Linked DNA regions of Ovis aries: region 2 is linked to region 1. Evidence: chromatin contacts called from public Hi-C data. All regions are on one chromosome and are shown on one strand. The core of a region is the stretch at or near the end of the contact, and the rest is flanking DNA. Distances in the headings are between cores, read along the strand shown.

The links. Hi-C and Micro-C count contacts between places; a contact is called where the count stands out from the background.
Region 2: a contact with region 1 is called in a Hi-C map of liver, with 2.8 times the contacts expected there. The contact joins two enhancer-like sites. A contact is called at or near these places in 4 of 16 Hi-C or Micro-C datasets (hypothalamus, liver and mixed tissues).

Annotation. Positions count from the first base shown.
Region 1 is chr20:3,590,931-3,598,075 of ARS-UI_Ramb_v3.0, forward strand. The region is part of intron 4 of DST (dystonin); the gene reads left to right. Among named protein-coding and RNA genes, the nearest start is that of TRNAG-CCC, 7.3 kb to the left of the region's middle. Within about 2 kb of position 3,116, at least 2 of the 54 cell types and tissues checked have an H3K27ac peak or open chromatin away from gene starts, as enhancers often do. A contact at or near this core is called in liver, where this site is marked.
Region 2 is chr20:3,660,863-3,668,007 of ARS-UI_Ramb_v3.0, forward strand. All of the region lies in intron 5 of DST (dystonin), which reads left to right. Among named protein-coding and RNA genes, the nearest start is that of TRNAG-CCC, 77 kb to the left of the region's middle. Within about 2 kb of position 4,144, at least 13 of the 54 cell types and tissues checked have an H3K27ac peak or open chromatin away from gene starts, as enhancers often do. A contact at or near this core is called in liver, where this site is marked.

The sequences.
Region 1 (7,145 bases), core at 1,866-4,365:
TGCGACCACATCGACTGCAGCACGCCAGGCCCCCCTGTCCATCACCAGCTCCCGGAGCTTACTCAAACTCATGTCTATCAAGTCGGTGATGCCATCCAACCATCTCATCCTCTGTCGTCCCCTTCTCCTGCCCTCAATCCCTCCCAGCATCAGGGTCTTTTCAAGTGAGTCAGCTTTTCACATCAGGCGGCCAAAGTAGTGGAGCTTCAGCTTCAACATCAGTCCTTCCAATGAACACCCAGGACTGATCTCCTTGAGGATTGACTAGCTGGGTCTCCTTGCAGTCCAAGGGACTCTCAAGAGTCCTCTCCAACACCAGAGTTCAAAAGCATCAATTCTTCGGCGCTCAGCTTTCTTCATGGTCCAACTCTCACATCCATACATGACCACAGGAAAAACCATAGCTTTGAGTAGACCTTTGTTGGCAAAGAAATGTCTCTGCTTTTTAATATGCTGTCTAGGTTGGTCATAGCTTTTCTTCCGAGGAGCAAGTGTCTTTTAATTTCATGGCTGCAGTCACCATCTGCAGTGATTTTGGAGCCCCAAAAAATAAAGTCTGACACTGTTTCCACTGTTTCCCCATCTATTTGGCATGAAGCCAGCTTTTTCACTCTCCTCTTTCACTTTTATCAAGAGGCTCTTTAGTTCCTCTTCACTTTCTGTTTTAAGGGTGGTGTCGTCTGTGTTTCTGAGGTCATTGATATTTCTCCCAGCAATCTTGATTCCAGCGTGTGCTTCATCCAGCCCGGGATTTTGCGTGATATACTCGTCATAGAAGTTAAATAAGCAGAGTGACAATATACAACCTTGGCCTACTCCTTTCCCGGTTTGGAACTAGTCTGTTCCATGTCTGGTTCTAACTGTTGCTTCCTGACCTGCATACACATTTCTCAGGAGGCAGGTCAGGTGGTCTGGGATTCCCATCTCTTGAAGAATTTTCCACGGTTTGTTGTGATCCGCACAGTCAAAGGCTTTGGCGTAATCAGTAAAGCAGAAGTAGATGTTTTTCTGGAACTGTCTTTTTTGATCATCCATTGGGTGTTGTCAGTTTGATCTCTGGTTCCTTTGTCTTTTCTAAATCCAGCTTGAACATCTGGAAGTTCACAGTTCACATACTGCTGAAGCCTGGCTTGGAGAATTTTGAGAATTATCTTGCCAGCATGTGAGATGAGTACAATTGTGCAGTCATTTGAGCATTCTTTGGCATTGCCTTTCTTTGGGATTGGAATGAAAACTGACCTTTTCCAGTCCTGCGGTCACTGCTGAGTTTTCCAAATTTGCTGGCATATTGAGTGGAGCACTTTCACAGTATCATCTTTCAGGATTTGAAATAGCTCAACTGGAGTTCCATCACCTCCACTAGCTTTGTTCGTCGTGATGCTTCCTAAGGCCCACTTGACTTCACATTCCAGGATGTCTGGCTCTAGGTGAGTGATCACACCATCGTGGTTATCTGAGTATTGAAGATCTTTTTTGTATAGTTTTCCTGTGTATTCTTGCTACCTCTTCTTAATATCTTGTGCTTCTGTTGGGTCCATACCATTTCTGTCCTTTACTGAGCCCATCTTTGCATGAAATGTTCCCTTGGTATCTCTGATTTTCTTGAAGAGATCTCTACTCTTTCCCATTCTGTTGTTTTCCTCTGTTTCTTTGTGTTGATCACTGAGGAAGGCTTTCTTATCTCTCCTTGCTGTTCTTTGGGACTCTGCACTCAGATGGTTGGTTTCTCCCAGGATAAAACATTTGGCTCCCTGTACTCTACAGCAGGACCCTGTTACCCATCCTGTATGTACCAGTTTGCATGGACTAATCCCAGACTCTGAGTCCTTCCCTGCACCACCCCCCTCCCCCTTGACAACCACAAATCTGTTCTCTGTATCTGGCAGGTGTTTTTAAGTGATCAGTTTAAGTGTTTTTCTTTGAATGGACAGATGCCTTTTTTCCTGCTGAAGAAAGTCGACATTGCTGTTGGTTGCCAGGGATCAGGAATTAAAGTCTCACTCAGACCCCGAGGGTCTTCTTCCAGACACTGGTAGTTTCTCTAACTGGGGTCTGTTGTAGTGGTGCCTCCAAACACCGTCCGGTCTCAGAATGCGTCGTCCTCCACCCCTGCGGCTCTGCTCTCGAGGCTGGCTGACTTCTGCTCCCCTTACGCCTCTGTCTCGACTCAGTCCTCAGTTTGCGTATCGCTCTTCTGCACATCCCTTGATGCCACAGCCTTTCCCTTGGTGCCCTGGCATAGGTCTCTGGCCTGTATTCTTTCTGCCAGATGGTTGGTTGGGATTCACAAGCTTTTCTTGGAAGTCGTAAGTCTTGCCTAATTTCTTCCTGCAGGGACGTCTTTCTATAATTCTAGGATGGTGGTTGAAGAGAACACTCGCATTTCAGTGATGCGATGCATTAAGTGATGGCATTTCGGTGTCCATATCTGTTCATATCTGTGAAGTGGAGACTATATTTTAAACCCAAAGTGGAGGAGGTGTGAGGTGGCAAAGGCGGTGGAGACATTTGGAAAGTCTCTTGTCGGTGAAAGTGGGCGCTTCCCCCCCGACCTGAGGAGCTTTGGGTAAGGCCGTGGGGCGTCCGGGTCATGGGGTCTCCGTGGTGTGGACCCCAGCTGCCTGCCCATGGTGAGCCAGGCTCTTCCTGTCCCGCGTCCGGGGCCGGCAGTCACGTGCGTGTTTGCTGGATCTGAATCTGTCGTCTTCTGCTTCTTCCCTTGCCCCACGTCTCCCCTAACATCCTTCCTTCCTCCTTTCTGTCCCAATTTTCTTCCCTTTTTTTTTTTTAACCAAATATTTGGATATCTCCTCTCTGCTGGAGAGTGTGCTTGCTGGGAGTACGAAGCTGGATGAAACAGGGTCCTTGGCCTCAAACGGCTGGGAGCCGTGGGGCGGCTGGCTGGGGAGCAGAGACCTGAGCCTGTGGCCCGGGACCCCAGACCAGCGGTGCCGGGGAGCAAGGCAGGCCCCGCCTATGGTGGCACCGAAGGCAGGGGACAGTGACCCGAGGGGGTGTCTGGCCAGGAGAAGACACGCTATTGCTGTTAACAGTGGTCTGATTGGAAATAGTCTTGAAAAGGTGCTGTTTGCTTTGCTCCTGCTGACTTGCATTTTTCAGTGTAGCCACTGGGGGGCGCAGGTCAGTTGGGCTGTTATTTTCAGAGAGGCTCCTGGAACCTGCCTGCAGTGTGGGAGACCTGGGTTCGATCCCTGGGTTGGGAAGATCCCCTGGAGAAGGGAAAGGCTGCCCATCACAGTATTCTGGCCTGGAGAATTCCATGGACTGTATAGTCCACGGGGTCGCAAAGAGTCTCAGACATGACTGAGTGACTTTCACTTTGAGTCTCCTGTCCAGGCAGGAGTGGTCAGACCAGGACTGTGTCCTTGTGTCTTTGCAGGGCACCTGGGACCGCGTGTGTGTGTGTGTGTGTGTGTGTGTGTGTGTGTGTGTAAGTAAGTATGTGTGTGCTTGTGCTGGAAAAAGTTTTGCCTTTAAGGAGCAGGTGGTTAGACGGGTGGGTGACTTCCTATTATTGAACTGTAGTCACTGTCAGTTCAGGTGGATTATTATTAATTTGTGTATTTATAGTGCTCAGTTACGTTAGAGGGGAGCTTCCATGATAATGACGAAAATATCCTCAAACCTTAGGTTTGTACTTACTCTGAGTACGTTCTGGAATGGTGAACAGTGTAGGTGACAGAGAATGAGAGTTCCTCGTGAGATTAGACCATGTGTCTTGAGGGAAATGGTAGTTTACAACGTGACCCCTTTAAGGCCTTCTCTCTCTCTCTCTCAATTTATTGATCGTAGAGAAAACCTGGGACATGTTGACTTGATCCAGGCAGAGAGAAGAGGCACTTTGACATAATTAGGTAAATGATCAGAGAGCTGAGGCCTGAATTAATGTTTTTGTGAATATGACTGGAATATTTAAGGACAAAATTAGAACACATGGCCACAGGTGCCAGCCATGTGCCAAATTCCTAAGGATAAACAAAATGGAACTACTTCTGTGAAGGTGTTACTCTCACAGATTTGTTTTACGCATGGTACAGGACATAGTAGGCATTAAAATAAGTCCCTGTTGAACAAATACAATAATCAAGAAAAAAAATCAACCTGGTTTTTTTCCTTACTGTCTTGTTAAGCAAACATTTTTGAATGAGTGACATTGAAAGAAGGGAGTCTGAGGAGTTAAGGCAGGGTTCCTGTCTTCAAAGAGGTATGATTGGGAGAGAGACACGCACAGAGGATGTTGGGGGAGGTGGTATGAGCTGTGAGCAGAGGAGACTGTGAGCAGGGCTTTCAAAGGCGGCTCTGGTCCCGGAGCCTGGGGGAGCTGCTTTTAAAGCCCGTTTTCTGCTGGGCGGTTTTTGCCGGGGCAGGGCAGGCCCTCAGACCACACAAGACGGCCCCTAAAGCTGCTGCTCCCTTTTGAGCTCTGTGAGCCTGTTTGAAAGTTTCCACGCCATGGCCTCAGGTTGACATTTGTGTCCTGAGGAGGCAGAAGATTGGGAAACTAATAGAAATTGCTTTGGGGGCTTTCAGATGCTCGGCTGTGAGGTCCATTAAGTAATCGTCAGTGAGTACTGAAAGCAAAAGCTGTAGTCAGTTCATATGTAAGTCAAGGTCCTGTATACAGTTATTTGCTAAAAGTGATGTTTCTTGAAGTGTCAGTGAGAACCCAGTTAATCCTTTTCCAAGTTGTTGGAAGGAATTTTAAGTGCTGTTATGAGAGTTCAAGCTTGCTTTCTTCATGGATTTTTTTTTTTTAACCTAAGATGCCAGGATCCCTGCCCATGCTCGTATGAATCTTTGAAGGTGAAGTGTAGGTATCTTGTATTTTTCAGTAGTTGCACAAGTAACTTTTCCAGCTTTATGGAGACGTAATTGACTGGTACCTTGGTGTGGTGTGAATTGAAGCGCGCTGCATGCTGACGGATCCTCTTGTGTGTTGCATGGTTGAAGGCATTTGGTACAGGGTGGCTCTGACTGCAGCAAGTAGTACATTTGCCCCCGACTCTTGTCTGTAGGACAGCAGTGAGATTTCCTGGACCCAATGCATCCTTCTTGTGATCAGCCCCTGGCAGCTGCCTTCAGTCTACAGGTGCAGTTGGGATCCCCTGTTAGTAATTAGCCAGAGAGAAGCCATTAAAAGAGTGTATTGCCATTAAGGCCCACGTTGACTTCTGATCTCATCCTGCCTCCAAGAAACCTTGGGATTTATGGAAATCTCTTTAATCTCTTAAACTTAAGTTTAATCTCTTAAACTCTTCTTTAATAATTTTTTTTTCTGTTGTATCATTTTGTCATTTTATGTCATTTTAGTAGGTTTCTAATATTACAATAGAGAATGATCTTAACATTTGGACCGTGCAGAGGAAGGGATATATGAGAATTCTTCATGTGACTTTTATGACTTCTTTTTGGTAAGTCTGAAATTTCAAAATTGAAAGCCAAAATAAATAAAAGCTGCATTTTAACATCAATAAGTAGATTTGTAATACACAGTGTACTTTTTCATGCATTAAGCTGGATTTTACTTGAATTTAGGGAAGGATTCTGTCACTTTTCCTGTGTAAGAAATTAAGACAGTTACCTCATGAAAGTCCTTTTTCTGCAGTCTTGTTTGAAAGTGTCATCTTTCTATAGTCAAAATCCCATTTAAAGCATGAACTAGTCTATATGTTTGTTTCTGTAAAAAACATGTTTATAGAGAACTAAGTACATCCTGTTTTTTTCTTTTTGTAGTAGCTTTTTTGAGATACAGTTTGCATACCATATAATTCACCTGTTTAACATGTACAGTTCAGTAGTTTTTACAGTATTCATCGAATTGAGCAACCAATACTATTATCACATATAGAATATCACCCCCCAAAGAAACCCTGAACTCCAGAAGGGTTGATCCTTCAATGAAACGCTGTTGCTATGATGGAAAGACCAGGGATGTAGGAAGGATGTGATTGACAGATGGCGTCTGAATGAGGCACACTGTATGTAGGAGAACCATCCTTCGATTTCACTAGTATTATTGGAACCATTACCACTCTTTGATTCTTTTTTCCTTAAAAAGGTAGTTACAGGAACTTCCTCGTGGTCCAGTGCTGAGGACTCTGAGCTTCCAAACAGGGGCATGGGCTCTGTCTCTGGTCATCAGGGAACTAAGATCCCACAGCATCTCCAGAAAAGATAGTTATACTGTGTGCTGTATTGGTATTTATTTGCCTAGTGGGTAGATTTCAGACTAATCTATATCCAAATTCTGTGTCTGCAGGATATGTTAAAATTTTCATTTAAAGGTTCTGAATTGATATGCCCTAGTCTGTTGGAGTTGGGTTTGTTTTGAGTCCATCTGTCACGGCTCAGAGGACCATCTTTACGTATCTTTGTGCGGTGGTCTTCGGTGAACTCCCACCTTCTTGTGGGTCGGAGCCCATGGGGTGGCAGGGGCCCGTGTGACCTGTCCATCAGCTCAGCTTCTGCCTTCCTCCTTCTCACCTTTTCTTCCTCCACTTTCTCCAGTGACTCAGTCACTGAAGTTGTGGTAGCTTTTTGGTTGAGCCATTTGGATAAATAGCCATAAATTGCTTTATTTCTTAATAAAGGTCTTAAACCTTATTTAAATACCAGGCTTCCCTGGTGGCACAGCTGGTAAAGAGTCCGCCTGCAGTGTGAGAGACCTGGGTTTGATCCCTGGGTTGGAAAGGTCCCCTGGAGGAGGGAACAGCTACCCACTCCAGTATTCTGGCCTGGAGAATCCCATGGACTGTGTAGTCCATGGAGAGTGTAGTAATTCAAGTCATTGTAATTCTGTTTAAGAAAGCAGGTGGAAACGTTTCAAAGCTATAGTGCATATGTTTCTGATATATAGGGCCTATTGTCTGCCTATAAAAACAGGGGCACTTCTTCCTTTGAGGGTCTCCTCCTGCACAGAATAAAAGGGGTTGGCTAATCACTTATCCTGCGGTGGCTGACGAAGTGGTTTTGTAGACTTTCGTCACTGTACTCATCAGCCCATCAGCAGCGCCCACGGAGGCCTGGGAGATTCTCCTTTGTCTCTTTGCTAACTTATCATGGCAGAGATGGCCTTTCAGCATCTGGAAATAAAGGGATCTCCCATCACTTTTGGGCTTTGAAAA
Region 2 (7,145 bases), core at 2,894-5,393, 71 kb after region 1:
TCTGTCCGTCTCCCTGACCCCTCTCTTGGACTCTGCTCTCTCCACCCAGCAACTGCCCAAGGCCTTCCTGTTCTTTCTCACTTTGAAAGCTCTTCTCTGGACCCCTGGGTGCCCCAGGCTGCCTCCCTCCCACACCCAGCCCCCACGGTTACTCCATCTAATCACTAACGGTGGTCAAAGCTTCTTTGAAATTGATAACAGACAGGTGTTAAGAATATCAGTGTGATAAAGTGACTTGGAATTTGGAGGCAATGACCGATTGTTTCTTCATCCAAGGAGCTGTCTTATTTTTATCTGGGGACTGGTTGTATTTACTTGAGTTCATCTCCAGTTTCTAATAGTTAATTTGACCTAACTTACAGTATTACCTTACCAGAGAGTCATTAAGTGGGGGTTTATGGAGGAAATACACATTTCTTGAACTAGTTGTAAGTTTTGGTCATGTCTGTAACTTAAATTTAAAATGAAAGTTAAAATTAAAAAAAATATTTTAGGTACTTCCCTGATGTCCAGTGGTTAAGACACCTCCAATGCAAGGGACACGGGTTCAGTCCCTGGTTAGGGAACTAAGATCCCATGTACTGTGACGTGGCCAAAAAAAAAAAAAAAAGAGTACTTCTAGATAAAGTTGGGCAAGAAAAGGAAAAAAAAAGTTAAACATTTTTTACATGATTTCTATTGAAAAACACGTGCAATTCTGTTTCAGAACTTTTCAAGTAAAAGCTAGAATTTGAGAAAACAGTGGAATTTGTTAAAAATGTTGGTGATAAAGGAATAGGACTTTGACAGTGGAGCGTGGGCTCCGTATGTCAGATTGGATCATTTCGTGTGTTTAGAACTTGGCACCTATGAGCTCACATTGTGCATTGCTTTAATAATAATACTCTGCAGAGCAGTCACTATCTTGTTACAAGCAGTAACAAGCAGTCTTGTTACATCGCTGTAGTCACACGCTTACATCTGTATCAATTTCATTTCCCCGACCAGCTCATTGATTATTCTTTGTCAGTGCTAAGTGACTCTGGCGCCTGCTTTCCTTTTGCCCAAACTGTAAGAAGGTGAACGGGAAAGAGATGAGTGTCAAAATGCAGGTGATTGGTGTCTTCCCATTTCCTGGTGTTATTATTGAAAACTGTCCTTGATTTCTTGAAGTGATAAATGGTTTAAAGAAAGACGTGTGTCAGGTATGAGCCAGGTGGGCCCTGGATAAATTGAAAGGAGAGACCCACATCGTCTGGCCAAGCATCCCTGCCTTTGACCCTCAGTGACTGTCCTGCACCTAACCCCCACCCTTACCCCACCACCCCTTGTAAAGCTCACACGGAATGGATGATACTAACGTCTTTGTGAAAAAGGCTCCTTTGTTTGATGTTGTAGTACGGAGACTCTTTAGAATACATCCTTAATGAAAACCAACCCCCAGACAGTGGGCAGATACACGATACTAGTATGTAGAGTAATTGACTTCTGAATTTTATTTTTCTCCTTCAGTTACATTATTTATAATTGTTCAGCACCAAGACATAATACAGTTCTGCAGCCCATAAAAGATCTGCAGACCAAGGGGAACACCCATGCAAAAACAGATTTTTATCTGTCTTTCTGTTGTAAAAGGGAAGAACTGGAAGGAAAAGGAGACCCAAATCAGACCAAACTAAACCAGAACCAGCCACCCAAACCCCAAACAAATTATTACAGAAAATAATTTCATCCTTTAACATTTCTAAAAGTTGAAATCTTCTTTCATACGTGTTCCTATGACAATGGTAAAACTATACAGAAGAAAATATAAGAAGTGCCTGGGTTAAAACCATAATCGAAATGCTCCCAAATCTTAACGTGTTTATCAGTAAGAAAGATGACTTTACTTAACGACCTACCTCGTAATGAAAGACTAGAGAAGACCATTTTTTTTTTTTAATTGGTTGTCGATTGTCCATCTGAAAGCTTAAAAGAGAAGTCTTCTTTGTCTGAGAACTAATCATGTCCTTTATGGAGTAGACAGATTATTTGTACTACTTGGGGCCAACAACTGAGTTGTTTGAAACGCTTCCTCATTTTATTCGTTAATACCTTAAGATGTATGATGAATACCTTTATTTTATGGTTAGAAACCAGTGAAGGAGATAATTATGAGTGGCCTTAATGCCGGCCTAACATGCTGCCTAGAGAAAAGCATGACCACCTTTTTATTACATCAGATAATGATATTTACCCTTTAGATTTCCCTGAACCAGATTAGAATTTACAGTAATTTAGGAAGAGTCTGAGCTATGGGTTTATTTCTTCACCATTCTTGAAGAAATAATACTGATATAAGTTTGTAATAACCATTCAGAAAAGGGACCTACCAAAGCAAATGCAGTGTTTTAAAGCATTTCTGTGCATTTTTGAAGCATCAATTTACTTATCGATAATTGATGTAGTAACTTATTGGCAGGTTATTTTTATTTTTGAGGTAGGACTTGTAAGGAGCTCACCCCCAAGAATGTGGTTGATTATTTTTCCTGAATGTATTTGTTCAGAATCAAAAAATTGCTTTGAATAACATCTTCATTCGTAGTTTCTCCTGAAGCTGAGTCTCCCGTTTCTTTCCACCCAAGGCAGCGAGGTGCTCTGTCTTGGGGCAAGCCTTTATTATTTATGTGTCTTTCTAAAGATAGGGGTGGTTTGCCAGAGTAGCATGTCCTTCAGCTTTAGGACTGCCCTAAGAGGGGCCTGGCCATCCTCGCCCGTGGTCTGTTCCTTGCTGCTGGGGTGGGAGGCATCCCCTTTCCCTGGGCTCACGAGGGAGTGTGTGGCCCCCACCAGCGACCTTTCCTGCATCCTCGCCTATCGACTGGACCTTCAGCAGCTCTTTCTGGGTTTGCTCAGGATAGGATGGGAGCTTTCATGTTGCTCAGAGAAGGTGTGTCCTCATTCTGCTTGGGTCTCAGCGGCCGGCTCTGCTCAGGGCAGGCTGTCCGTACCCAGGAGGAGGTCAGGCCCCCACGCCCTACCCCTGCGCCCCATCCCCACTCCTGTCTCCTTGGCGTCCCGGACGCTGTCCTTCCCCAGAGCTGGGAGCTCCCTCATCTGGCCCCCTGTTCTGGTTCTTTCCTGCAGGTGGGACACTCCCATCTTTGGGGGAGGCCTTCTCAGACTCCCACAGTGTCTGTCCTCCCAGCCTGTGGGCCTCAAGAGGTGGCGTGTGCTCTTTATGCACCTCTGCACCCTTCACCTCAGTTCAGGGGCTTCCCTGGTGGTCCAGGGGTTGAGAACCCACCTCCAGTGCAGGGGTGTGGGTTCGGTCGCTGGTCGGAGAACTAAGACCCCAGACACCATGGAGCGTCTCAGCCCTCCTGCCGCAGCTACTGAGTCTGTGACTTAGACAGCCTGCCTCATGCAGTGAAGAACCACTTTTTATTTTTGTGGCCCCAAAATAAAAGCAAGGTGGTACCTTGGTGTATGAGGAAGGCTTAATAAATATTTGCTGACACGAACTGCAGCTCTACAGTAGTGCTAAGGATAAATATGAGAAGTGAGATTTTCGTCTAGATTGACATCAACCACTAAAAGTCAGACTTTTGAAAAAGGCATCCTTAAGCATTACATAAGCAACTGTGTTTATATGTCTGAAGGTCAACCCGATCTTCAAACTTGAATTTGATTTAGCCCATGTGAAATCAAGCAATTACAAGCTAAAGCAAAAATTCCAGAGTGCTGTTTTGAGCAGGTAAGCCATTTCAGTGATGAAGGCCTGGCATAGTCTTCTCTGCTCTCTGTCGGAAATAAAATGGGAATATTTATGTGTCATCAGCAGGACCTTGTTCAGGGTCTCACCCCACCCACTTCTCCTCTATTTCCCTTCCTTAGGAAGACTCCTCCGAAGCAAAAGATGAGCGCCCTCTAGGGGTGAGCTTGCAGGTGCAATGCAGGACCGCATTTTAAGAAAGCCTGCAAAATTCTGGGAGAATCCCATAGGATTCAAAAAACACAGAAAAAGATGCTTCATCCCTGTTATGTAACTCCAGTTATATAATTTAACCCCAGAGTGCTTTCAACTTGCTCATCATTTCCTCGAGCACTATTTATTCAGACAGCTTTCTGTCCCACAGGGAGAGACTATCCAAAATGAGAAGAATGTTTTATTAAAAAGTGAAAGTGGAAGGTTGACACTCTGGCAGTTCGCAGTCATCTGTGAAGGAAAGTTACTAGGCCACGTGTCTATGACTCAGACATTGGACAAAATAAAAGGCTTTTCTGTGGCAGCTGAACCATTTCCTTCTTTTTCACCCCTGATTGCTCACATGACTGGGTATTTCTCTAGGACCCCAGTTGCTTTCACTCACTTCACCCCATTGCCACTCCTTCCTCATAATACTATACTTTTTATTTTCCATAATGCTGATATTTAATTTTTAGTTGGCATTCTTTTTTTTATCTCATTTGTTTTGTGGTGAGGAAAATGAGCCGTTAACTTATAAAGCACTTACACAGGGTCGGGTCCATTTATGTATTTTTGTTTATTATTGTTAATAATGGTACATTTGTTTTATATGGAGTCATGAAGATGAAAATAATGGTATCTTACATTTACGTAGCGTCTTGCATATACAGTATTTCTCTGGAACCTTGGAATGACCCCCTGAGACAAGAAAAATAAACAGTATTCCATGATAAATAATGACTCAGCATGTTTTCAAGCATTACAGAAGCTGAGTTAATCTGTTTCTGTATTTCTTCCTAAAATTCTTAGCAGCTTTCCATTTTACATATTTTCTCTTTTAAGTTGACAGTGATTTTTTAAAAAATGATGACAGTTTTATTTTCAGGTCACAGAATTCTTGTTCTCTAGTTTGAACTCGAGGCCTCCTCTCTTCGGTCTTTTATTTTGCAGGTGAGAAAACGGAGGCCTCGAGAGGTTGGGCAACTGGTTCATGAGGCCTGCAGCAGAGGCATGGCTGAAATCCTTTTTCCCGCGTAATATGTTTTCTCTTTCCCTTACTTGGTTTTGCTTGGCTTAATCTTCTTCTTCTTCAAACATGCCTAATTTAATTTTTTTTATTGGTACATGAATGTGGTTGTGGAAAAGGACCCCTTGTGGTGGAAAGTTTCCCTCATGTCCATAGTTGGGTTCAGTCTGGCAGAGCAAGTTGTGAAATTGCTTTCATGTGTGTGTTTAGAATCATACCTCATCTTTTAAAAAATTGATTTCTAATTGATTTTTTAATTAATTGATCTTTTAAATTTTAATTGAAGTAAATCTACTGATCTATAACATTTTGTTAATTGCTGCTGTATGGCAAGTAATTCAGTTATACACACACACAGAGTTTTAAAAAATATCCTTTTCCATTATGGCTTAAAAAATATCCTTTTCCATTATGGCTTAAAAAATATCCTTTTCCATTATGGCTTAAAAAATATCCTTTTCCATTATGGCTTATCACAAGGTATTGAATATAGTTCCCTGAGCTGTGCAGAAGGCCCTTGTTTATCCATCCTGTGTATTAAAGCCTGTCTCTGCTAGTCCCAGCCTTCCACTCCATCTATCCCCCATGCCCCTGCCCCTTGGCAGCCACTGGTCTGTTCTCAGTGTCTGTGATCCTGCTTCTGTTTCTGAAAGTGAAAGTTTCTCAGTTGTGTCCGACTCTTTGCGACCCCATGGACTGTGGCCTAAGAGGTTCCTGCATCCATGGAATTTTCCAGGCAAGAATACTGGAGTGGGTTGCCATTTCCTTCTCCAGGGGATCTTCCCTATCCAGGGATCAAACCCGGGTCTCCTGCCTCCGAGGCAGATGTTTTGCTGTCTGAGCCACCAGGAAGCCGTGTTTCATATCGGTGCGCTGGTGTCATATTTTAGACTCCACATGTGAGTGGTGTCCTGTGGCCTTTGTCTCTCTCTTCCCGACTTACTTCGCTTAGTGTGATCATCTCTAGACTCATCCGTGTTGCTGCAGATGGCATTATTTCATTCTTGTTAATGGCTGAGTAGTATTCCTTTGTATATATATATATGACATCGTTTTCCATTCATCTGTCGATGGACATTTAGGCTGTTTCCATGTCTTGCCTATTGATCACGCTCATCATTAACCGTCCTGGAGTGAGAAAGACAGCGGAAGTGTATCTGGATTGAACTGTGGCTCTGGCAGGCATGGGTGTGCACAGGGGACCAAGAGCACGTGGCTTTCTTAACTTTGATTGTTCCTGCCCGGGCTGGGGCATCCTTACTGTGTGCCTGTTTCCACTGTCCCTTCTGAAGATGTCAGACCTGCATGATAGAGTTGTCTGTTTTGAGATTCGACAGCTGCCTCAGGGTCAAGAGATGCATAATATTGTTTATATAACTGTGGTCTCTCCTGTTCCTGCTCAGGCTCTCAAGAATTAGTCTACTTTCTGATTACATGGGAGATACTCAGAGGAGTATATTGATTTAGATGTACACATATGGATGAAATTCACAAGCTTAGCTCTTCTGCCTTTTTTTTTTTTTTTTAACTGAAGTCTAATTGACAGATAATATTGTATTGGTTTCAGGTATATGACATCATGATTTGATATTTGTATATGTTACAAGATGATCAAAAATTCTAGTTATAATACCATTCATCACCAGACAGAGTTAACTTTCAGGATTTGGTTTCTTGGCAGCTTGCAAGTACGTGATACAGTACTGTTGACTACGGTCCCCTGCTGCACACTGCACCCCCATGTCTCATTTATGACTGGAAGTTTGTTTCCTGTCATCTGCTTCTCCTGTTTGACCCACTCCCCAGCTCCAACCCTTGGCGACCACCATTCTCTTCTCTGTATCTGTGATCTTTGTTTTGTTTGCTCACTTGTTGTTTTTTAGATTCCACTTATAAGTGAAATCATACAGTATTTGTTCTCTGTCTGACTTATTTCACTGAGTCTAATTCCCTCAAGGTCTCTGTTGTTGCAAATGGCAAGACTGTGTTTTTAGTGGCTGAGTAACACTCCACTGTGTGTGTGTCATCTTTGTCCATTCGTCCACCCATGGACATCTTGTTTTTAAGTGGGCCCTTAGCCTTACGCTCAAGCTCATGGCTTGGAATGAGACTGCGTCAGTTCTTACAGGGCTGGGATGTGTAGCTAGAAAACTGAGTATCAGCACTCATTTCACATGTTTGCTTGTCTGC